2 separate regions of the Pan troglodytes genome follow, and region 1 is linked to region 2. The links are chromatin contacts, called in public HiChIP or PLAC-seq maps. All regions are on one chromosome and are shown on one strand. Each heading gives the region's core, a stretch centred on a gene start, on an enhancer-like site or on the middle of the called end of the contact. The rest is flanking DNA. Distances are from core to core; before and after follow the strand shown. Region 1 holds the start of CASP9 (caspase 9). Region 2 holds the start of PLEKHM2 (pleckstrin homology and RUN domain containing M2).

The links. HiChIP or PLAC-seq counts read pairs in DNA pulled down with a chosen protein or histone mark.
Region 1: an H3K4me3 HiChIP or PLAC-seq map of stem cell-derived excitatory neurons shows a contact between it and region 2, with 4 times the contacts expected there. The contact joins the promoter of CASP9 here to the promoter of PLEKHM2 in region 2. A contact is called at or near these places in 1 of 7 Hi-C or Micro-C datasets (stem cell-derived neural progenitor cells) and 1 of 1 datasets of contacts at active chromatin or transcription factors (stem cell-derived excitatory neurons).

The regions. Positions count from the first base shown.
Region 1 is chr1:215,676,139-215,683,154 of NHGRI_mPanTro3-v2.0_pri, reverse strand. CASP9 (caspase 9) reads right to left here and starts at 1,295. Exons shown (of 5, transcript XM_009448829.4): 1 at 950-1,295. The coding sequence starts at 1,081. DNAJC16 (DnaJ heat shock protein family (Hsp40) member C16) reads left to right here and starts at 3,657. Exons shown (of 15, transcript XM_009448837.5): 1 at 3,657-3,901; 2 at 6,024-6,208. The coding sequence starts at 6,042.
Region 2 is chr1:215,511,857-215,518,953 of NHGRI_mPanTro3-v2.0_pri, reverse strand. It overlaps PLEKHM2 (pleckstrin homology and RUN domain containing M2), which reads left to right and starts at 1,456. Exons shown (of 20, transcript XM_513054.8): 1 at 1,456-1,752. The coding sequence starts at 1,693.

The sequences.
Region 1 (7,016 bases), core at 46-2,545, 160 kb before region 2:
AAATGTTTGACTTTATTATTCTCCATTCTGCATCAGGTCCCCTCATTTCCAAAACCTCTTAACAAAACATAAACTGAACACAGAAGGGGCTGGCCAAAGAGGGCAGGGCACGCTGAGCCCCCGCTCTGTGCCTGGCACTACAGTTTCACATCCGTTATTTCATTTAGTCCTTATGACAGTATTATTCTTATTCCCATTTCACAGCCCAGAAACTGTGGCTCAAAGAGGGTAAGTGACTGGCCCAAGAACACGCTGCCAGGCAGCCTGATGCCAAAGTGGGTTCCTGAAACCTCTATGCTAGAAAAGTAAAAACGCACACGCCTCCTTCCTCGCAAGTATTAACGTAAATTAAAATGGAGACCAACCATGAAGAATTCCTGAGCAGACAAAACCAATCAGGTATCCTAAGTGACCTAAATCTTGCTTAAACTGCAAACATAAGCAAAATTTAACTTGGGTCATATCTGATAAATGCTTATGTTAGAGAGAAATAAAACTTAAGACCAGCCAATCATAAGCAAGCATAAGCAGTCAATTAACAGACCTTAAAAAAAAAGGCAATTTTGTAACTGCAAACCAATCAAATAATTTCTTTATTTTGCTTCCACATTTTCCCAATAAATAATTGCCTCTGACGTTTTGTCATTGCAACACTAAACCTCTTTCAGTCTGATGTTCTCCAATTCATGAATTGTTTCTTATTCAAAGTTTTCAAGATGTGTCTCACATTTTTCCTTTACACAAGAAACACAAGCACTAACAATGTACGCTGACTATGGCATGGAATCGCTTTAGCGAACACCCGACTAAGAGGTGTTTGGGATTCTTTGGCTCCGCTGAGGGGTTTGAAGCCACAGGGAAAGCTAGGCTCCCGCACAACGCCTCCTCGAGGGGCGTGGGGACCCGGCCGTGCAGCGCGGGGACAGGGGGCCGGGGGCGGGGGGCGCACCTGGATGTCCTCGATCATATGGGGCCTGAACAGCTCGCGGCTCAGCAGGGCGTCCCAGAGCTGGTCCACCTGCAGCTCTTCCACCAGCCGCAGCCGGCACCGCCGCAGGAGCCGCCGATCCGCTTCGTCCATGGCGAGTAGCCAACTAAGACTCCAGGCCGCCTCAGTCCGCTTCCGGGCCTCGGCCGCCCGCCCCAGTCCCCAGGACCCGCCCCAGTCCCCAGGACCCGCCCCCGCCCCAGGGCCTGCCCCCGCGTCACGGCCCCGGGTCAGTCTTCACTCCCCACCGCCTCCGGACGCATCTCCAAGGCCTCGCCCCGCCCCCAGGAGTCGCTCTTGCGTCACCGCCCCGCCCTCAGGACGCACCTCTGCGCCTCGCCCCGCCCCCAGGGCCAAGCCTCCCATCACCGCCCCGCCCCAGAACCCGCCCCGCGTCACCGCCCCGCCCCAGAACCCGCCCCGCGTCACCGCCCCGCTCCAGAGTCCACCACTGCGTCCCCGCCACAGAACCCGCCCCGTATCCCCCCACTGACCTCACGTCACCGCCCCGCCCCCGCGTTACCGTCCCGCCCGCAGGACGCATCTCCAACGCCTCGCCCCGCCCCAAGGATTCGCTCTTGCGTCACCGCCTCGCCTTCAGGACGCCTCCGCGCCTCGCCCTGTCCCAGGGTCAATTCTGGGGTCACCGCCTGTCCCCAGAACCTGCCACCGCGTCACCGCCCACTCCCCGGGACGCATCTAGAAGGTCTCGCCCCGCCCCCAGGATTCGCTCTTGCGTCATCGCCCCAACCTCAGGACGCATCTCAGCGCCTCGCGCCGACCCCAGAATCCATTCCGCGCCACCGCCCCGCCCCCAGGATTCAACCCACGCCCCCACCCCGCCCCCAAGGTCAATCTTGCGCCACCGCCCCGCCCCCAAGGGCTAGCCTCGTGCCACCGCCCCGCCTCCAAGAGCCAATCCCCTCCCCTCGCTCCACCCTCAGAGTCGTCCTTGCGTCACCGCTCAGCCTCAGACTCCAGCTCGCACTCTCGCCCTGCCCCCAAAGTCAATCCTCACCCCCAGGATCCATCCTTCTGTCACCGCCCCGCCCCAAGGCGGCACCTCCGCGACTCGCCCCGCCCCCAGGGCCCAGCCCAGCCCCCAGGGCCTAGCCCAGCCCCCAGGGCCTAGCCCCGCCCCCGCATCACCTCCCTACTCCGGGCGCAGGTGCCCCTTTGCAATTCTGGCACCAGTTCCCGGTCCACCGCGGGCCCTTCGCCAGAATTCACTATAGCCCCGCTTTTACAGAGATCCGGAGGGAGTCGTCACACTTCCAGCAAGAGGGAAACCATGAGTGGAGCCGTGATCTGTCCCGCCCATTCAACCTCCTCCGGGGCATGGCTTCCCCTTAGCCCCCTCCTCCATCCCAAGTAAAACCATAAGCTCCCCTCACTGCCCTTGTGCCCAGATCGCAGTTGACTGTTCCAAACTCGAGTGTCTGATCCAACCAAGCCCACCTTACACAGTCTTCCATTCCCTCTTCCCTCCCTCCCACCCTAACACCTCCCACACAGAAAAAAAAAAAAAAAAACGGCAGAAATCTAGTCCTCTAAACTCCCATCGTTTTGAACGGTTCATTTTCACATTTCAAAAATAATCGTTTCTGTTTACTGAGCATTTGCTAAGTCCCAGGCATCGTGCTAGCCACTTTTCATGCTTATTTCACTTATCCTTAACTACAATCCTGCCAGGAAAGTATTCCCACCCCCCGCCGGTTTTACAGATGTAGACCCTAGGGTTCAGGGAAACGAATGTTTAAGGTCACGTGGGTACTAAGTGGCCGAGGCAGGCAGGATTGAAACCCGAACCTGACTCTGTAAGCCACACTCTTAAGAATCCAAGAGTCCACCTTAGAATATAATCTCTTGAGCACCAAAACCTCAGCCCCATTCGTTCACTTCTACGAATATTTATTGAGCCTGTAGTCAAACACTGAGAACATGAAGGTGAACAAAACAAAATCCCTGCTTTTAGAGTTTACATTCCAGGGGAAGGATCAGGTGATAAACTATATCAATAAATAAGACATACTATGTTAGTGATAAATGCAAAGAGAAAAAAATAAAAACAAGACAGGGAGATATGAAAGCTCTTTATATCCGCAAGGGATCTATCTCATTGGCTCAGAGAAAGTTTCCTTCACTTACCTGTGCCTTATCCCTCTCCCCACCCCCACCGCCCTTTCCCCGTGCTTAAGGCAGAGACTGGTACATTCTTGGGTGGAGCTCGGTTTTCGGTAAAAGGGATTAAAAGTCCTGGATTCTCTCAAAAAAAAAAATAAGTAAACAAAAATAAAAGGAATGCTGGATTCTAGGCCTTGGGCAAATCTCTGCCCCTCTCTGGACCTCGGTCTCCCTATCAATATTGCAGGAGTTGGAGAGTTAAAGAATCCCTAAGGTCACTTCCAATCTGACGCTCTAAGGTTCTATGAATAGAGTTAAAGAGAATAGGGACCAGAGAGTGCGTCCCCATCCTAGCAACTGTTGCTAGACGAGGGCCATCTCCCGGTAGGAGCGGAAACACCTTCCTGGATCGAGGAGGTCCTTCTGGTATCCCATCATGCATAGCGACTTCGCCTCGCTAGGAGGCACGTTTTGGCCTCTTTGGTCACGATCAGCCTTTTGGCTGCAACCAAAGAGCGCGCCTCGTTTCTATAGCAACCACCCCAGGTCCACGCCTAGACGGCGAGTGGCAAGGGTCAAAATAGATTCGCCCAGTAGACGCCCTCGACCTGTTCGGTCCTCGCCTTCAGTGCGATAGACCTTTAAGCGTCACGTGACTCCCCTCGGGCTTGTCCCCTCCTCTTTCCCCTCCCCAGGCCCAGGCGAGCGCTGGTGTGGACGGGAAGCTCCCGGCCCGGCGAACTAACTGGAGCACGGAGCTGCAGCCGGTTGGGCCGGTGTACTTTCCCGGTAACTCCTTCCCGGCGTGACGCGCGGAACCGCGGACGCGGCGGGGCCAGGCCGACTCGGGGATTTCCCGTCAGTTCCTTCTCGTTTCCAGTCACTGCTGGCCCCGGGGGGAGCCGGGAGCCAGCAGGGCCGGGCCCTGGGCTCTCGGAGGGCGGCGGGGGAGGGGGCTGTCTCCTGCAGGGTTGCGACCTCCGGCGGGAGCGCGAGGCGGGGCTTAGACCTGGAGCTTGTCTCTGGGAGCCTCTTCCTGGTCCTGGATATGCTGCCCAGAGAGCTGGCAGCCTACCTGTTGGGCAGGTGTTTGCTGCTCCGAGGTCGGCGCCGTCTATCTCGCATGTCAGCTAAAGAACTTCCCAGACCACCGCCACTTCGGCCCTCTAACTGGAAGGAACTGACATGGTTAAATAAGGCAGCGATCGTACTGCATGGTAGAAATAATAGCACTAACGACCATTTGTTGACTGTTGACTCTGGGCTCAGTAAACCCTTTACATGCATTTAGTCCCCACATGATGATCCTTCAAGGTGGTAGTATTCATTCCCATTTTATGAATAAGGACGCTGATGCTTAGTAAGTTTAAATAATTTGCCCAAGGTAATAAAGTAGTGGAGAATAGATCCCAGTCTTCAACCCATATGCTTAACCAGTAGCTACATTGCCTTCACGTGTTTTCTAGGATATAATAGGTTGCCTTAACAAAGAAGAAACTGGTTTGTTTTAGGATTTTATTCAGCACGTATGCAATTTTAAACGTTGGTCATCAGATTAGTCAATTTTGTGAGGACTCCCAGGCGGCATTACACTTGCACTTACGGAAGTCCACCACTGTTATAGCTTTGCCCTTCTTCAGTAAGGTGTCACAGTAGACACTTGAACCTTAAGACTGTATTAACTTGTGAGAAATCAAGATAAATGTGTTCCTTGAAAAAAAAACATTGTAGGGTATAACAGCAATCATAATTGTGGAGTATAAATATCTACAGTTCCAGCACTACCCTGTTCATTAACCAGCCAGGATTATTTCCAAAATTCACAATGAATTAAGTCACTGTACTCACCAGAGATGGAGCTTGAAACTTTTAAAGACCACGCCTGCTATTTGGTCTTTGCCGTTAATTCTTCTTCACATGTAAAACTAAATTTTTTCTTGCCGGTTTTTCTCATCTGAGGTTTCCATTAATAATGACCATATTGGCCGGCGCGATGGCTCACGCCTGTAATCCCAACACTTTGGGAGGCCGAGGCGGGTGGATCACCTGAGGTCAGGAGTTCAAAACCAGCCTGGCCAACATGGTGAAACCCTGTCTCTACTAAAAATACAAAAAATTAGCTAGGCGGGGTGGCGCATGCCTGTAATCCCAGCTACTGGGGAGGTTGAGACAGGAGACTTGCTTGAACCTGGGAGGCGGAGGTTGCAGTGAGCTGAGATCCCATCATTGCACTCCAGCCTGGGCAACGAGTGAAACTCCGTCTCAAAAAAAAAAACACCATATTACTAATGATTAAAGAGCAGCTTCTCATTTTCTTGTTTGAATGGGTGTGGTGAGAAAGAATAGAATTGAGGCATACTGCGTCTTAACTACACAGTTTTTTGAGAGTGTTTCACGTCCATGTTTGTACTTATTTAATGCCCAAGAATGCCACAACTATCTCATTTTGTAGTTTTGTACATGGTAAATCTTACAGTTTCATGAGTTTGTTTAACATGTACTCAATGAAGTATTCTTAAACCATTTATTTTATTTATTCTTATCAGAATAAATGAAATCATGTATTTGAAAGGTAGTCTTCCTGATTATCCTATTTAGGTTTTCTCTCATTTATGTATTATTTCTGCATCCCATTCATTTTCATTCATTTCTAAAGCTTTTCTAGTCCAAGTATTCTGGAGAGTTGCTATTCTTATTACTCATCTTTTCATCTGTAATAGTTCTCATTTGTGATATTCAAAAGTAGTAGCGAGATTTTTATTTTAAGATATAGTTCAACAGCTTGACACTTTTCCTGCAAAATACCTTTTGTTGGTTTTGTTTTTCATCTATATATCTTATACCTTTACCTAAAAAGCAAGACTGTCCAGGTTTCTGCCACTGAAACTCATTGCCTCTTCAATCATTTCAGCTCTGGAAAGGAAGAGAAATGGAAGTGAGAAAGTTGAGCATTTCCTGGCAGTTCTTGATAGTTCTGGTTCTGATCCTGCAAATTCTGTCTGCGTTGGATTTTGACCCATACAGAGTCCTAGGGGTCAGCCGAACAGCCAGTCAGGCTGATATTAAAAAGGCTTATAAGAAGCTCGCCCGGGAATGGTAGGTGAAACAAAGAAATAGAGGTTTAACATAAGCTAAACAGTCTTAGCAGGGATGAAGTCTAAATTATGACTAGCTTTTATTTGTCTCTGTTTCTATGTTCAATATATATATCTGTCTAAAATATTTTACGCAGGAGAGCTAATGTTCATGTTCTATAATTGTTAGCGATAAGATCCAAAGCCTATGTTTACTCTGAAACTCCCTTTTAGGAATACTTTGGCTTAAAGAATTGCCTTAGATACTGTTAGCATATTTAATGTTAAAGTAACAAGTTTTAATTTTTAAAAAATGTATATATAGTCAATAATGGATATGCTACCCTTCCCATGATACATTATTCATAAAGTAACTTTATGAGTGTAATTGCTAAACAGGAACACTATACAACCCTATTCTCTAAATTATTAATTTCTACACTTTGAAAAAAAGTTAAGAGTAATAGCCTTTTGCCTCCAAAAAAAAAAATTCAGAAACCAAGGATAGTTGTCTCTTGATATCCATGAGGTCTTGGTTCCAGGATCCCCAGAAATACCAAAGTCATTGGATGCTCAAGTCCCTATATAAAATAGCATAGTATTTGCATATAATCTATGCACATCCTCTCATATACTTTAAATCATCTCTAGCTTACTTATAATACCTAATACAATGTAACTGCTGTGCAAATGGTTGTTATACTGTTATTGTTTAAGGAATAATGACAAGAAAAAAGTCTGTACATGTTCAGTACAATGCAATTTTTAAAAAATATTTTTGAATATTTCAAAATAGAAAATATTATATTTTGGTTGGTGGAATCCATGGA
Region 2 (7,097 bases), core at 207-2,706:
ATAAAAAGGAGGGACTAATCTATGTGTCAGGATATATTTATTTGGGAACTTAAGGAGGGAAGAGAGCCAGGTAGGAGACTGACACCTCGAAGTGCAGGGGCTTTATGAGATGGTGGATTTGAGGAGGGTGTGTGGGAAGAGAGTTGTTACTGTGGGTTTCAGGGGCTGAGGGAGCTGAGGCCCTTGGGATACGTGGGGCTGAAGAAGAGGGATAAGGATAAGGAGTGGGAATGGGGCGTTGGGGCTGAAGGTGAGGAGGGTGTGTTTTGGGGGTGGGGAGGAGCACCAGGGACCTCAAATGTAGGACTGGGCCTTGAGGGTGAGGCACTGAGGAGGGGAGGCTGGGGAGGGCCAGGGGGGCCAGGGAGGGTCTAGGGCTGGGGGCTGGAGTCTAGGCTGACCCGGTGGGGGTGCTGGGTCCTCCAGGCTGCCAAAGCCAGGGGGCCTGGGTCTGCACATTGAGGGGATGGCTGGGCTAAGGAAGGGGAGGAAGATAAGTGGGGCTTGCGGGCTGAGAGGGTCTTGGGGTCCCTGGCCAGAGTTAGTGGGATGCACTGGGGTCTCTAAGGAGGGGTCTGTGGACTAAAGAGGGCCGGCGGGAGGGGGCCCAGGGTCTGTGGGTGTCTCGAGTCTCTGAGGAGGGCCGGGGTCTCAGGGTCTGTGGGGGTCTCTGGCCTGTGGGGTCGGAGTCTCCAGAGTCCTTGGGGCCTGTGGGAGTCTCTGGGGTTTTGTGGGGGGATCCTGTGGGCTGAGGAGGGCTGTGGGGAGGTTCTCGGGGTCTCTGGGGAGGGCCAGTGCCTCGGGGTCTTTGGGGGTCTCTGAGGAGGGCTGGGGGCCCAGGGTCTGTGGGGGTCCCCAGCAGGTGGGGTTGGGGTCTCCGGAGTCCCTGGAGTCTGAGGGTGTCTCTGAGGTCCCAGGGGGGAGTCTATGGCCTGAGGGCTGAGGGGGAGGGTCTCCAGGGTCTCTGAGGAGGGCCGGTGTCCCGGGCAGGCGGGGTCGGGGTCTCCGGAGTCCCTGGGGTCTGAGGGTGTCTCTGGGGTCCCTGAGGGAATCTGTGGGCTGACGAGGCCTGGGGGAGGGTCTCCGAGGAGGGCCGGGGTCCCAGGGTCTGTGGGGGTCTCTGGCAGGCGGGGTCGGGGTGTCCGGAGTCCCTGGGGTCTGAGGGTGTCTCTGGGGTCCCTGAAGGAATCTGTGGGCTGAGGAGGGTCTCCGAGGAGCCCCGAGGTCCCCGGCAGGCGGGGTCGAGGTCTCTGGCGTCCCTGGGGTCTGAGGGTGTCTCTGGGGTGCCGGGGAGAGTCTGTGGCTTGAGGAGGGCTGGGGGCGGGTCTCGGGGTCTCTGGGGAGGGCCGCGGCCAAGGGTCTGTGCGGGTCTCCGGGTCCCCGGAGTCCCCAGGCGCAGGCGGGCCCTGGCGCCGCCCCGCCTGACATCAGTTCCTGCCGCCGCCGCCGCCGCGGCGCACAGCCCGCGGCCTCCTTCCCCGCCGGCCGCGCTACGGAGCCGCCGGGCCGCGGTGGAGCGAGGGCCAAGGCGAGGCGAGGGCCGGGCGGCGGGCGCCGGGCCCCGCGGCCGGCACGACGGAGCCCCCGTACGGCCGGCGGCAGCGGTTGGCGGCGGCCCCCGGCCCCCGGCGCGGGAAGCGGCGGCGGGGCGGCGGCGGCGGCGGTGGCGGTGGCGGCGACGGTGGCAGCGCCATGGAGCCGGGGGAGGTGAAGGACCGGATCCTGGAGAACATCTCGCTGTCGGTGAAGAAGGTGAGCGCGGCCTCCCTCCCGGCCGGGGCCCCTTCCTCGCCGCGCCCCCGACGCCCTCCGGCGGCGCTCGCCCGGGCCGGCGACCCTGCTGCCGCAGGGACTCGGGCCCCCCGCCCTTCCCCTCCGCGACCCGGGGGGCGACGAGCGGCCGGGAGCCCCGGGCCGGTAGAGGGGAAGCGGCGCCGCTCACGTGAGCGCCGCGGCCTCGGAGCTATTTTTAAAGAACAAAGTTGAGGTCAGCATCCTCGGAGCTTCCCCAAACCTGGCCCGGGGCCCTGCCCTCCCGGAGAGGGGTCAGCGACCCTCCGGTCCGCCACTGGGGCAGCGGCGCCCCCGGGAGCTCCTGAAGGAACCCCATGCAGCCTCCTGCGGAATCCGCTGCATCCCCGGGTCCCCCCGCCAGGCTGGCGTCGCCCAGGGTCTGGCAGTCAGGGTGGAGGCCAGTGATAAGCAACTTCACTTTCCCATGGCCTGGGTCCCGGCGACATTGCCTCTGCTCCTGGGAAGTCCCCTGAATAATCTTGCTCAAGGATGGTAGCTTCGAAGAGGTTCACTAGGGGCTTTGATTATAAGAACCTGAAGTACATGGGGATTGCATTTTGGATGCTGATCCGGGGAACCGGGTGACACCACAGACACCTTGCTGTGGGGCTTGCCGCAGTAAACATCACTGTCCCAATTCCAGGTAGAAATGAGTACATACCTGTCAAGGGCATGTATTTGTGATGAAGTTGGCATATCCGCAAAAGGGTCCGTGCTGGAAGGTAGAATCCATATTCTGACGTTTTTGGGCTGGATATAAAAATAAAATAATAATAATAAATTTAAAAGAATCCATATTCACTGAAAACCTAAATGGCCAAATCAGAATGGATTTTTCTCTCTCTCTCTCTCTGTGTGTGTGTTTGTGTAATTTGAATTCCTGGCTCACCAGATAGTCTCAGAAACTGAAAAAAAAAAAAGAAAGAAAGAAAGAAAAAAGAGAAAGAAAATGGCTTGGGTGAGGGACTCAGCAGCTTATTTTACTTGAAGAAGCAAAATGAATAGAATTAATTGGATCAACCATCATATTTAAATAATTGTCTGTTTTCCCACTGAGATTCCTCAAAAGCAACACAGGCAAGCTATTTTACCTTTCATAAAGATCAATGTGACTTAAAAAGAAAATAGATTCTCGAATTGCCCTTACTGAAAACATTCCTCTAAAAGCACAGCTAAAGTAACATTGCAGAGATCCAACGAGTTTTACGTAGTTTTACTGAGCTTTGCTAATGTAATGGGGTATGGTTTTTGCTTACTCAAGGAGGGCAGGATGAGCAAATACTTTGTTGAGAAGCAGTACATCTTTCCTAACGGAAGAGAAAGGAACACAGGTGACCTTTCTAATCTAATCCGGACTGATTGTGGCTTTAGGTAGGCCCGGCATTTGTCTTTGGATTTCAAACAAATGAATGGAGAAAGTCCGTGATGGAGAGGCAGTAGACATGGGGCACGCTGTCACATGTATAAGCATGAGTCTTTTGAAGGCAGAGATTCACTTTGTAAGTCAGGCTGTCACTTATGAGTTAGGTGTGTTTGTTGAGGTGCATATAATTGTAGGTGTTTGGACAAGGACACTTATTGAGCTGGAATGCACCGCAGAAAATGTCACACTAGAAACTGCAAACCCATCCCTGGGTGTATCACAACCAAAGCCATGGCCAGCATCATCGTTAGGAGCATGGATTCTGGAGTCCAGCTGCCTGATTGAATCCCCGCCCTGCCAAATTAATAACCCTGTAACCTTGGTCAGGCTTATTAACCTCTCCATGCCCAGTTTCTTCATCTGTAAAGCAGGGATAAAATTAGGGTTGTTGTGGAGTGTTTTTGTTGTTGTTATTGTTGTTGTTGTTTGTTTTTGAGACAGAGTCTTGCTCTGTTGCCTGGGCTGGAGGGCAGTGGCGTGATCTCGGCTCACTACAACCTCCACCTCCCAGGTTCAAGCAATTCTCCTGCCTCGGCCTCTCGAGTAGCTGGGATTACAGGTGTGCGCCACCACACCCGGCTAATTTTTGTTTTTTGTTTTTTGTTTTTTGTTTTTTGAGACGGAGTCTCGCTCTGTCGCCCAGGCTAGAATGCAGTGGCCCGATCTCCGCTCACTGCAAGCTCCGCCTCATGGGTTCACACCATTCTCCTGCCTCAGCCTCCCAAGTAGCTGGGACTACAAGCGCCGGCCACCACGCCCGGCTAATTTTTTTGTATTTTTAGTAGAGACGGGGTTTCACCATGTTAACCAGGATGGTCTCGATCTCCTCACCTTGTGATCTGCCCGCTTCGGCCTCCCAAAGTGCTGGGATTACAGGCGTGAGCCACGGCGCCCAGCGTCTAATTTTTGTATTTTTAGTGGAGATGGGGTTTCCCCATGTTGGCCAGGCTGGTCTTGAACTCCTGACCTCAAGTGATCTGCCTGCCTTGGCCTCCCAAAGTGCTAGGATTACAGGTGTGAGCCACCGTGCCCGACTAATTTTTGTATTTTTTGTAGAGATGGGATTTCGCCATATTGGTCAGGCTGTGTTGTGAAGTTTTTGTTTGTTTTTTGTTTTTTGTTTTTTTTTTTGAGATGGAGTCTTGCTCTGTCACCCAGGCTGGAGTGCAGTGGCGTGATCTCAGCTCACTGCAAGCTCCGTCTCTCAGGTTCACGCCATTCTCCTGCCTCAGCCTCCCGAGTAGCTGGGACTACATGTTACAGGCGCCCGCCACTATGCCCGGCTAATTTTTTTGTATTTTTAGTAGAGACAGGGTTTCACCGTGTTAGCCAGGATGGTCTCGATCTCCTGACCTCATGATCCGCTCACCTCGGCCTCCCAAAGTGCTGGGATTACAGGCATGGTGAAGTTTTAATAAACATGTAGAGTGTTTAGCATGGATCCTGGCCCAGTCTTAACTGGTAGCTTTTTTCTTTGTGCAAGAGCCCATTCCTCAATTTTACAAGGCTTGAAGATGGCTCAACTGCCTCACCACCTAAAGGTTGTTCTGCAACACCATTTGTTCTTGGTAGCCACTTCCTTTGTGTGTTTGTTTGAGACAACTGCGATGTGATTCTTGCATCATAAATTACATTTGGTTTTCTGAATCAGAGTGTCTGCTTTACTAGGAACCTGTTAGTTTGGCTACAGCAGTAGACATTGAGGACAGCAGTCTTGGGGTCAGATTTGTCCTTGAATGCCAGTCTCACCTAAATGTGTTATATAGCACCTTGAGAGTTGCTTTGCCTTTTTTCTTGCATCCTACCACCAGTAAATGGTCTTACTGGTCATTTTATAAGGATTTTACATGAAGAAAATGAGATGCGCATTTCTGCAAGGAAAGATCCATTGTGTATTTCTGTATTTGCAATGAGTACTTTAGAACTTTTTATGAAAATGAAGCATGCCTACAGAAAAGTGCACAGGTCCTGAGCGGACAGCTTAATGAGTTCTCACAAAGTGAATACACCTGCATATCCAGCACCCTGACCAAGAAACAGAACATGACCATTATCCCAGAGGGCCCCCTCGTTCCCCCTCCCAGAAACTACACCCTCAAAGCAACCACTATCCCCAAGGAGTATTGTTGAGTTCAACTATTTTCACACTTAGATTTTGTGATGGTGAATACCCATTATAACACCAGACAGGTGAAACAGCTGTTAATCCATCTGAATCCAAGGCAACCTGTGTTCTGATATGGACACAGAATTCCTGAGGGTGAGAGAGAACTGGAGAGTTTAATAATTAACATGATTAAATGAAAATGATAACAATAGGCCAGGCATGGTGGCTCACGCCTGTAATCCCAGCACTTTGGGAGGCCAAGGTGGTGGATAACTTGAGGCCAGAAGTTCAAGACCAGCCTTGCCAACATGGTGAAACCCCATCTCTACCAAAAATACAGAAATTAGCTGAGTGTGGTGGCACGTGCCTGTAGTCCCAGCTACTTGGGAGGCTGAGGCAGGGAAGCACTTGACCCGGGAGGTGGAGGTTGCAGTGAACTGAGATCGCGCCATTGCACTCCAGCGTGGGTGACAGAGGGAGACTCTGTCTCAAAAAAAAAAAAAAAAAGGAAATGATAACAATAGCAAAGTCAATTCATATTCAATTCTAGAAAGGGAGCTAGTAGCAGAAACATCCCAGATGCTGCCAGTAAAGCCTGTGGTTGCTGATTTGTTAAAGAGAAATGTCCACGTCAACGACAGCTTTGGCATTTTTGAATCAGCATGTGGTTCTACTAAATAACATCTTCTCCAGGGGAGGGAAGGCAGGCAGTGATTTTCCCAAGTTCTGTTTTTGAGGAGCAGGTGTGTCTGCTGCATATGCCTGCAGAATGAGCAAAGACTATATGCCATAAGAAGCAACCTCCTGGCCAGGCACGGTGGCTCATGCCTGTAACCCCAACACTTTGGGAGGCCGAGGCGGGCAGATCACCTGAGGTCAGGAGATCGAGACCGGCCTGACCAACATCGAGAAACTCCATCTCTATTAAAAATACAAAATTAGCTAGGTGTGGTGGTGCATACTTGTAATCCCAGCTACTCGGGAGGCTGAGGCAGGAGAATCGCTTAAACTCGGGAGGCGGAGGTTGTGGTGAGTTGTGGCACCATTGCACTCCAGCCTGGGCAAAAACAGCGAAACTCCGTCTCAAAAAAAAGAAAAAAAGAAAAAAAGAAATACTGGTAGAGTTCAGAGAAAGAGAAGAAGCAAGCATTCAAGACAGAAGAAACAGCCTAGGCATCCCCAAGGAAGTGGGGCCTTCCAGATGGTCTTCCGAGGACAGGCGTGACCTGTCTTAAGAGGGACCTGTCTTAAGATTGCCAAGGGTTCTGCAGGATGCGGCTGGAAGGTGCTTTCTGTGGAAGCCATGTAGCCTAGTGGACACAAACGCAGGCTTCAGCGGCATGCAGACTTGGGCCTGGGTTTGTAACTGACCATCTCGATCCTGGCAGATGACTGGACCACTGTTCGCATCAGCAGTGAGAACCTACTACTAATGCTATAATGATAATTCAATTATATGAGAGAACACACTTAACAGCTCTTAGCACAATACCTTGCTTACAGTCAGGCCTAAATAAAAGCCACCATTACTACTTGCAAGCGTCTCTGTGGACTCTGCAGATCACCCTTGTGCAGTCTTCAGTGAGTGGTGGTGTTTTTTGTGCTTTTGTTTTTGAGACGGAATTTCGCTCTTGTTGCCCAGGCTGGAGTGCAGTGGCGCGATCTCAGCTCACTGCAACCTCCGCCTCCCAAGTTCAAGTGATTCTCGAGCCTCAGCCTCCCAAGTAGCTGGGATTACAGGCATGAGCCACTACGCCCGGCTAATTTTGTATT